Linked DNA regions of Mus musculus: region 2 is linked to region 1. A link is a contact called in public HiChIP or PLAC-seq data. All regions are on one chromosome and are shown on one strand. The core of a region is the stretch at or near the end of the contact, and the rest is flanking DNA. Distances in the headings are between cores, read along the strand shown.

Region 1 (4,946 bases), core at 1,012-3,511:
CATGAAGCTGTTTGGCTGCCTCCTTCACTTTAATGGCAGGCTGCATTAGAAAGTGACTCACCCCTGCTTTCCAAACTCTTCTTCTAGACCCCAGGCCCTGTTGTTTCCACCTCATTTCAGGCCTCGCTTCCTCAGTGTGAGGGTTGGGGTGGGGGTCCTCTGCTGTCATTTCCTCTTGGTTTTCTCACCTGCTGTCTTTTCATTTGCTTCCTGCCAGGAAATGAGTGCCCAAAGCTACAGCCTCCTGTGTACGGGAAAATCGAGCCCTCGCAGGCCGTGTATTCCTTCAAAGACCAAGTGCTCGTCAGCTGTGACACAGGCTACAAAGTGCTAAAGGTGCAGAGCGCCGCGGCCGGCCGGGAAAACACTGCCTGCCGGGTGCCTCCTAACATCCTGTTAAGCTTCCCCAAAGACTCCAGAAATTCAGAAATGATGCATTCTGGGCACCTCTCAATTCAGGACATGACACAAAGTTGTTTATCAGAGCAATGAGTTGTCCTGAATTTTTAAATAAGGTTTCATATGGCTTAAGGATGAGGGACTACAACCTTGACAAAGTTCCTCAGAGGTGCTGGAGGATGATGGTGCTGAACAAGAAGCAGGTTTAAAGGTGGCAGACGGGCACTCCTCTCACTCCCTCCAAAGTGCCAGCCCACCTAGCTACCCTTCAGAGTAAGAAAGCAAAGTTCCCACTTGCGGGCACGAGGGGCTGGAACCAGGGGTTAGGATTGTTATGTTCCCCAGGTGAACCCAATGTAGAGCCAAGCTAGAGGCCCACTGCTCTGCAGGAAGTTTCCTCGAGAAGGGCCCAGTCACCATCAACAACAGCATTACCTGGGAGCTGATTAGAACTCTGAATCCTTGGGTAGGTCAGAAGAACTGAATTGAAATCTTCGTGGCAGGGACAAGCAGCCGGTCTCCACTAGCCTTCTCTGGGTGATGCTGACCCCTTGCTCTAATTGGAGAACCTCTGCCCTAAACCCAGAGTCAAAACCATAGTTTTTCCTCTAGAAACACTTGCCCATGCCTAGCGTGTGAATGAGGCTAATGGCGACATGACATGTCATGCATTTATGGGCAAGTTTGCCTTTGAGACTCATCGGGCTAATTCCTAGTTGAAGAGAGCCAGGTTTGAAGTTTGCGTTATCTTTGTTAGGAAATATGTGCTAACCCACTCCCTCCGTCTTCCCACGCCCTCCTGGCTTCCTTTCAGGATAACGAGGTGATGGACACATTCCAAATTGAGTGTCTGAAGGACGGTGCATGGAGTAACAAGATCCCCACCTGTAAAAGTAAGAAAATCAAACGGGTTGATTCCAATGATGCATTCCTTCATGGTGGGCTTGAAGCACCGAGCATGGGGTGAAAGGCTTTGACAGAGCTCTCTGAGAGGGGCAGACAGAGATCACTAACCATGTAGTAGCTAGACCAAGGAATATAAGAGCCCAATTCAAGAATAAGATTTTGGAATCACACACACACACACACACACACACACACACACACACACACGCACGCATGCACGACGCACGCACGCACACCTTCAAACAGGGTACAAATGTGGCAAAGGAATATAAGCACATCTCAATGTCTGAAATGAGCTTTAGCTCTGGAATTGCTAGTTTGGGAAACTAGTTTGGCGCTCAGGCCCAGAGCCCAGTGGCCTTGAGTGTCTGTGTGCCAATCGCTCACCTGCTAAGTCTTCCGGGTCAGCCGCTGACTTAGGGCTGTGGGGTCATCACACAGAACCCCACTAGCTCTGGTGACCTGGAGTTCTTGCCTTGTGTGCCCCTAACGTATTACAAGACCATGGACGTTTCTGTAACTATAAAATAGAGAGTATGGAGTAGCTTTAATTCTAGAATGTGTGCCAATGGTTCTAGAGAGAAATAATCCACATAAATAAGCTATTGAGTGTTATAGAATATAGATAGATAGATAGATAGATAGATAGATAGATAGATTTCCAGCTACTACTCCATTACTTTCATACCCAAGTAATTTCAAATGTAAAATGTTCAAGGATTATAATTTTAGCAGCTATAAATAGTAACAGTGTCCTTGCAGGGGGAGGGGGACTCTTTGACTTGCTTTAGAATAGAGAATTCTAAGTTAAGATATTATAGTCAGTGCCCCTCCCACCATTTTGTGACTTTGGGTTCTGTCCCCTTTCTTTTCACTGCCACCCAGCACTCAGCCAGATCCTTTCCCACTAGGAATCCTGGTGGGAGGGCTGGGGCGGGGGCAAACCCCAGGCAGCTGAGCACAATCAAAATGGGCTGGTTTTCCTTTTCATATGGTGATGGGCTGTGGTCAGGGTCAAGTGAGGGGAAAAGACTGCCATTTTATAGCTTCAGGAATAAGCGAAGCACTCACCGAATGCCAATGCAGAGTTCAGGAGAGAGTCCAGATGGAGAAGACAAGGTCCAAGCCTGTCTTAGTCAGGGATTCTATTCCTGCACAAACATCATGACCAAGAAGCAAGCTGGGGAGGAAAGGGTTTATTCAGCTTACACTTCCATACTGCTGTTCATCACCAAAGGAAGTCAGGACTGGAACTCAAGCAGGTCAGGAAGCAGGAGCTGATGCAGAGGCCATGGAGGGATGTTCTTTACTGGCTTGCCTCCTCTGGCTTGCTCAGCCTGCTCTCTTATAGAATCCAAGACAGACAGCCCAGAGATGGCACCACCCACAAGGGGCCTTTCCCCCTTGATCACTAATTGAGAAAATGCCTGACAGTTGTATCTCATGGAGGCATTTCCTCAACTGAAGCTCCTTTCTCTGTGATAACTCCAGCTGTGTCAAGTTGACACAAAACTAGCCAGTACAAAGCCTGAGGACCTCGTATGTTCCTGCAGTAAGGTGGCCCAGTGTGCAGTGTGCCTGGGCTCTAGCAAGGTGTGTGCAGGGCCAAGCAAGGGTCATTCTGCAGACGATCAATGGAGGTTTTCAGTGTCCAGGACCGAAGCAGACTCTGTAGTTGGGAAGCTGGGGCTTTAGGTGTTTATTCTAGCAGTAGGCAATGTGTTCATACTCTTCTGGCCTCATGCCCCCTGGTCACGACTGTGCTGACAACTTACTGGATGCCTACACCCAGTGTGCCTGTAAGGAGCAGGAATACATTCCGGGTAGTGAGTGCTTAGATCTCCTCAGCCCATCCCCATCACTGGGCAGGGCTTGGTATCTCTGTCTTATGTTTTTGAAAAGCAGAAGGTGCTATTAACACTTTTTCCTGGTAAATTATAATGGGCGCCTTGAAAGAGGAAGTCACTACAACATGAGATGGTATTTTTTTAAAATAATACCTTATTTAGTTTTACTTTGTGTATTGCTATGAGTGTGTCAGATGTGGAATTGGAGTAACAGACAGTTGTGGGCTTCCATGTGAGTGCTGGGAACTGAACCCGGATCCTCTGAAAGAGCAGCCAGTGTTCTTAACTGCTTAGTCCCTCTCTCTAGCCCCTAGATACTATTATTTTATATGCCCTGTGCTAGACAGCCACAGAACATGTTAACATTTTATACTGAAAATTTGACCCAATTCATCTGCATTAAAGTATATTAGGACGGCTTCAGCTCTTATTAACACACAGCCAGCATCTCTGAGCATCTGTGGGTACCTTGTACTCTGCTAGGTCTTATACAGATAAGACTGACAAGTTGAGTCCTTGGGAATGTGAAAGTAGGGGTGAAAGAAAGAAAGAGAGAGAGAGAGAGAGAGAGAGAGAGAGAGAGAGAGAAAGCTTGCAAGGTGTGACTATGCAACACAGAGACTGGGGATGTAGCTGGGGTGGTAGCATGCTTGCTTAGAATGTACAAGGCCCTGGATCCAGTCCCCAGCATTGCATGTGCTACCACACATGGCAGCACATTATTGTAACTGCAGCACTTCAGAGATAAGAGTCTGGGGATAAGAAGATTAGAAATGTAAGGTCATCTTCAGCTATATAATGAGTTCAAGGACAGCCTAGGCCACATAACACCCTGTCTCCAAGAGAGAGACAGAGACAGAGACAGACAGACATAGAGAGAGACAGAGACAGAGGGAGGGAGGGAGGGAGGGAGGGAGGGAGGGAGGGAGGGAGGGAGGGAGGAAGAGAGAGAAAAAGAGAAAGAGAGATGATAAAAAATGTAAAGAGGAACAGGAAGTGGAAATTATGGGAATCTTGGCCCTGTCACCACAAAGTGGTGACAAGTCCTGCTATACTCTGAATGCCATCTGTCAAATAAGCATTTGGGCTGGATGAATGCAAAGCTCCCAGCCAGGGGCAGGATTTTCTCTTCCTCAAGAGCCAGGATGTAAGACTATGTAAATTCTCAGAAGGATACAAATTCAGCCATCCCAGACTGTCCTTCACAATGGCTGTGCCTAAACTTCATTCTTAGTCAGCTCTGGTGGAACGGTTTCTGTGTTTCCTGCGTGAACTATTTCTGCTTTGCTTGCTAATTTTTCTCTCTTCCTTTTCTCTCTCCTTCTCTCCCTCCCTCTCTCTCTGCTCTCTTCCTTCTGTCTCCTGATCCTCCTTTGCCTTCACCATGGTGACAGAAAGCGAGATCGAATTGGAGAAGGAGCTGGAGTCAGAGCCAGTGGCAGAGTGAATGATTGGCACTGGCGGGAACCCCACACAGTGCAACATCTGAGAATGGATTACTTACAGAGAACCCAATCCCTTCCAGAGCCACCCCACCCCGCCCCACCCCGCCCCACCCACCAACACTCCATTGCCCACTTGAGTGTGGATTAGAATGGATGCTGAGCTAGGCAGCAAGCCTCATCATCAGAAAGAGCTGCCTACCTGAGAACATTCTCTCTCTCTCCTGACGATTTACTCACCATTCAAACTTACTGCAAAAAGCAATGAAAAGACAATGGGTGATTATTTTAATCTCTCAGTGAACTGTACTCTTCTCAAAGGAAAATATGTCCTTGGGTTAAAAAAAACCAC
Region 2 (4,946 bases), core at 1,065-3,564, 450 kb before region 1:
ATTGTGTCATATAATATTCTATTTCTTAAAAAAATATTTAAATATTTTAAGTCTATTGGTATGAAGGTGTCAGATCCCCTGGAACTGCAGTTACAGATAGTTTTGAGCTGCCGTGTGGGTGCTGGGAACTGAACCCAAGTTCTCTGGAAGAGTAGCTGGTGTTCTCAACCACCAAGTCATCTCTCTAACCCTCATCACATAGTATTTTAACAAATAAAATTTAAATAATGAACATTTTGCAAAAGTATTTATTACTTGAACTCCATAGTAAAGGATAAGAGTGGCTCATTTTGCGTGTGAGATCTAGATAGATAGTGTTATTTTTTTAAGGCTAAAATTAGTTCATTTAAAACATTATCACCCAGACTGAAGATGCTGCAGCTCCAAGTTATGAGCTGCCAGTGAGCAATGTGCCCACATGGAGAGTGTCTTAATGGTGCAGCCCAGTGCCAACCTGAGAAAGACTGAGCTAGTAATTGTCACATCATCGTATAGTAATTGCTACACTCATTGGTGATATCCCAGAAAGAGTTTCCAGTGCCAACAGCGTTGTTGAACAGAAAGATGAATCGCCCTGGTTTCTGCTTAGAGGATTCCATTCTAACTTAAGTATGATCCGATGCCTAAGGGGATTGCATCATCTGAGAGAGAACAAAACAAAGCCAAACAGACGAACCCTAGCAATTCCCACTGTCCTTTAAGCTTTCCGACACTGCCTTTGATCTGGGAACAATGGTATAGTACATCTCAGAGCTGGACCACGGCACTTCGCTCTAGGTCGGGCCAAAATCTCGTGGCTTCCTTCAGTTCCCGGGAACTCATGGACCCTGGATGTCACCTGTTTTGTAGCTGATGATAGGAGAGTCCCCAGTGAGTCACCCAGTCCAGGGTTTCTTTTGAGAGCAGTTTTCCATTTCTAGGCCTGAGTTGTCCTGATTCACTATGAAAAGATTTGAATTGGCTGTGGTGCTCCAAGCCTTTAATCTCAGCGCTCAGGAGGCAAAGGCAGGCTGATCTCTGTGATTTCCATGCCAGCCAAGGCTACATAGTGAAACCCTTCCAAAAAAGTAAATAAATAAAAAATAAGAAAAAGAAAAAGGGAAGGAGGGCTGGGGTTTGGGAATTTAAATCGAGGCCAATAAGGAAACCGGAAATCAGTAGTTCTTGATGGCCTTACAGCACAGACTTGTACTTCTATAGGTTAACACAAAGCTAGTGGAAGAGCACTTCTCTGAGTTGAAGGATGTTCAGTGGCCATCCTCCTAACCCTATCCCACACAGAGACCATATGGAGGCGCATGACAAATCTGGAACCCAGCACTGATAACTTCCGGCACCTAGCTACCCTTTTTAGTTCTGCCTACTTTCGCTGTCTCCACAGCCCTAGAAGCCAGAGCTTCAGGTTAAAGAAGTGACAGGTGATGGACTACAGACATCGCAGAAACCTCGCAATATCCGGGGCAGAACCAGGTATCCACAGCCTCTGGTCTGTAAAAAAATAGAACTTGGGCGTCAGGAAGCCTCGGCTCTCTGTTGTCTGCTCTGCATCAGCTGAGGTAGCTCAGCCTGCAGCTCGGAAGATACTAGATCCCGTAGCAGCAGCCTCCGCGAGCCCTGGGAGCAGGGAGTGACTGTGGCAACCCTGGAGTGTGAACTGTTATCACTGAGCTTTTCACAGTGTATTAAATTACTTCTGTCTCACCAACCGGATTGAGAATTCTCCAGCGAAGGGAGAGCGACGTGTCACTTGTCGCGTCTCCCTTCATCACGATGTTAGGAGCATAATACGCTCGAGATAATTAAAGGGGTAGACATCATTTAGGAAGGCCTGGATCTGAATTGTGGATGATCACTTGGGGGTTACAGAAGCCTGCTTTCTGGTCTGTCTTGGCTAGTACACAGATCAAGTAGCTTGTGGCTAGCACATGGCAAACAATGGCCACAATGCATCAGGAGTGTGGGAGCATCAGGTCCCATATCTCCATTCTGCTTCTGCTGACGTCCCTAGGGTATTATGGTTGCCATGGCACATGGCTGGAGAAAGCAGGGAAGAGCAGTGGGGTGAAAAAGGGCCACCACATAGCCCTTGTCCTCTGGGGAACCTCCGTCAGCCCATGGGTTGGATCTCACCTCTCTCTGCTTTCTCAACCTAGTCAGCATTACAATTCAGTTTGCCTCTGCAATCTGGCTCAGGACCCTGGAACTCTCCCTGGAGGCTTGCCTCCTCCCTATCCCTGGCTCCTGGTACCTGCCTGGCTGTCATAGTAACAGGTTCCAGGGTGACAAAAGAGGAAGCTGGCTCTTGTGGGTAAGGCTTTTTGGACCACAGAGACTGCCTGGGCTGCATCTATCTAAGCTTTCTGTTCTTCCTTGGGCTGAGTTCACCCTTCTATCCCAGCCAACAGGACCATGTCCACCAGCCTGACCACTTGTGAGTGGAAGAAGGTCTTCTACGAGAAGATGGAGGTGGCCAAGCCAGCGGACAGCTGGGAGCTCATCATAGACCCCACCCTCAAGCCCAATGAGCTGGGCCCTGGCTGGAAGCAGTACCTGGAGCAACATGCCTCAGGCAGGTGAGAGGCTGGTGGGAGGAGGTGCAGGAAGCCCTCCCTCCCCCAGAAGGATGGGGGCTGTCACAGACTTTGCAAGTCTGGGCCTCTGGTAGGTCTCACCAGGTCAGCTCAGGTGACAAGCAGGCAATGAACCACCAGAAGGACCATCTAGGCTATGTTTCTAACCACAGTTGTTCAGGTTCCTTGGTTCCTTGGAACAAATTGTGCCCTGCATTTGAGTCTCAGTTTTCCATAGAAAATCAAGACTGGCAAGGCTTCAAAGCCCTGCAAATTCAGATGCCTAGTATAGATAGAATGGAGAGGAGGTACAATGGGGATCTCCAGAATTCTCAACCTAGAAGTTGGGGTATATGTGTTTGGCGGCTGTGGTGTCCATCTGCTCAATCAAATGCAACTAGACATGAAGACAGAACAAGTTACTGATCACATAGTATATTTGAGAGCCTGGTTCCATAGCTCTGTGAACTTGGCCTTGTCCCCTTCTTTCTCTGGTTCCCAGTTTTCATATTTACAAGGCAAGGGAGCTCATCTTAGCTCATCTTAAAACACTACTCCAATCCCGTCCAACACTACTGTCAGTGGATGACAAGTTGCTGACCTCAGGCAGCACTTGCCCTAGATCCTCCTAAGTGCTCCTCACTCTTCTGCCATGCAGAGTGTCCTGGGGGCTCTTCTAAAATCGTTTCCCTTTTACAAACAGATGATGGGGGTGGGGGATGGGAGCCACAGTTTCTTGGTCAGACAGCCTCCAGCTCACCTGCAGTGGTGCAGCGCCCCCCCCCCCCCCAGGCGAGCTGGTGGCTGTGTTGTGGAGGTGTGAAAAAATTATGGCTGGGTTGTCCATATTGTAAGAATGTGAAGCCTCTTGAGTAGACAACAGCATGTGGGTGGGAGCAGAAAAAGGCAGGCTGACCATAGGCCTTGCCAACAAATAAATAGAGCATGTGTTAGCATAGGACAGGGCATAGTTGGTTGGTTTGTGTTGTCTCCTGTTATCAATGCTGGGCAGTGGAAATCTCTCTAAGTAGCTGCATGATCTCTATTTTCTATGCTTCAGTCTCACCTCCCCCCCCCCAAGCCCCCCTCCCCTACGTCCCAAATGCTCACCAATGTTTGATACTTTTGGAGATATGGGGTCTGTCTTGAGGGAGGGAAGTTGTTCTAGACTGGCTTATTTTAAAGACTTGGGAGACTGCACGCATGAAGCATTTGAGCCTCCTGGGGGATAAAGTGCAGAAAGTTGGGAACTGGCTGGTGTGTGGGGTTTGGGGAGTTTAGGGACATCTCCAAAGACTCATAGGTCTTCTCACCTTGGGCTTGGTCCCAGCCGGCCACAGAAAGGGCTGGGTCATAGCTGCCCCAGTCATTCTGTGTACATGCTTATTTGATATTGATCTTTCAGATGTACTAAGTATTGGGCCTGAGTACTCGCTCAGTATAGGGAAAATGAGTGGAATCTTCCCCATCCAGGACCTATCAGACACCTCTGCCCTTTTGACCATGTGTTAGGTGCTGCGGGTTTTGTTCTCTGCCCACATTGTCAGTGACTTTCAGAGGTCCAGAAGCTGGCTTGGTTCTACTGCCCCTTCACAGTGGCTGAATAGTGTTTAAAATACAGTTGGTGCTTCTTGTGTTGAATTGAGTTCTTCATCAGAGGTCGTTCACGGCCATTGGTGCAATGGACTCAGGCAGAGGCAGGAATAAGGGCAGACTCAGCCCAGTGGACATGTGAACTCCTCTGAAGCCTTTGTAACCGGGCTCACAAGAGGCCATTACAGGGGCATACGGAGCCTCCCTGGAGTTTAAAGGAGTGTTCCATCACAGAAGATATGTAAGGAAGGTATGGAAAGCCAGGAGGAGCTGGGCTTGGCGGGTGAGCCCCAGGCAACCTCTCTCCATGCTTTCTGAGACCCAGGCTACAGGAGTCCAGATCAGACAAAGCAGCCCATGTGACAGATGGGCTGTGGGTAGGTATATTAGAGAACAAAGTCTGCTTTCCCCATTCTTACACCACACTGCTCTGGTGCACAGGGATGACTGGTCAAGGGAGTGCCTGTGCGAAGACATAAGAACCAAACAGCGCCGGGCGTGGTGGCGCACGCCTTTGATCCCAGCACTCAGGAGGCAGAGGCAGGTGGATCTCTGAGTTCAAGGCCAGCCTGGTCTACAAAGTGACCTGGTCTACTAAGTGACAGGACAGCCAAGGCTACCGAGAAACCCTGTCTCAAAAAAAAAAAAAAAAAAAAATTAAGAACCAAACAGGATTCTTTCCTGTCTAGTCCATTGCAGTCTGCTAATCTATCCTGCCTTTCTGGGTGGCTGATTGCAGACCTACAGTCTGGATCTGAGCTTGCATGCCATCTCCTCAGAGCA

The links. HiChIP or PLAC-seq counts read pairs in DNA pulled down with a chosen protein or histone mark.
Region 2: an H3K27ac HiChIP or PLAC-seq map of embryonic stem cells shows a contact between it and region 1, with 13 times the contacts expected there. The contact joins the promoter of Rtp2 here to the enhancer-like site in region 1. A contact is called at or near these places in 9 of 39 promoter capture datasets (the C10 cell line, the HPC-7 cell line, HPC-7-derived erythroid cells and 5 more), 2 of 484 Hi-C or Micro-C datasets (bone marrow-derived macrophages and nephron progenitors), 3 of 115 datasets of contacts at active chromatin or transcription factors (cardiomyocytes, embryonic stem cells and extraembryonic endoderm stem cells) and 3 of 9 other capture datasets (adipose tissue, embryonic stem cells and macrophages).

Annotation. Positions count from the first base shown.
Region 1 is chr16:23,479,741-23,484,686 of GRCm38.p6, reverse strand. Masp1 (mannan-binding lectin serine peptidase 1) reads left to right here. Exons shown (of 11, transcript NM_001359083.1): 7 at 218-336; 8 at 1,214-1,292. Among named protein-coding and RNA genes, the nearest start is that of Masp1, 39 kb to the left of the region's middle. Within about 2 kb of position 2,261, at least 3 of the 459 cell types and tissues checked have an H3K27ac peak or open chromatin away from gene starts, as enhancers often do. A contact at or near this core is called in embryonic stem cells, where this site is marked.
Region 2 is chr16:23,928,162-23,933,107 of GRCm38.p6, reverse strand. Rtp2 (receptor transporter protein 2) reads left to right here and starts at 2,314. Exons shown (of 2, transcript NM_001008230.3): 1 at 2,314-2,573. The coding sequence starts at 2,410.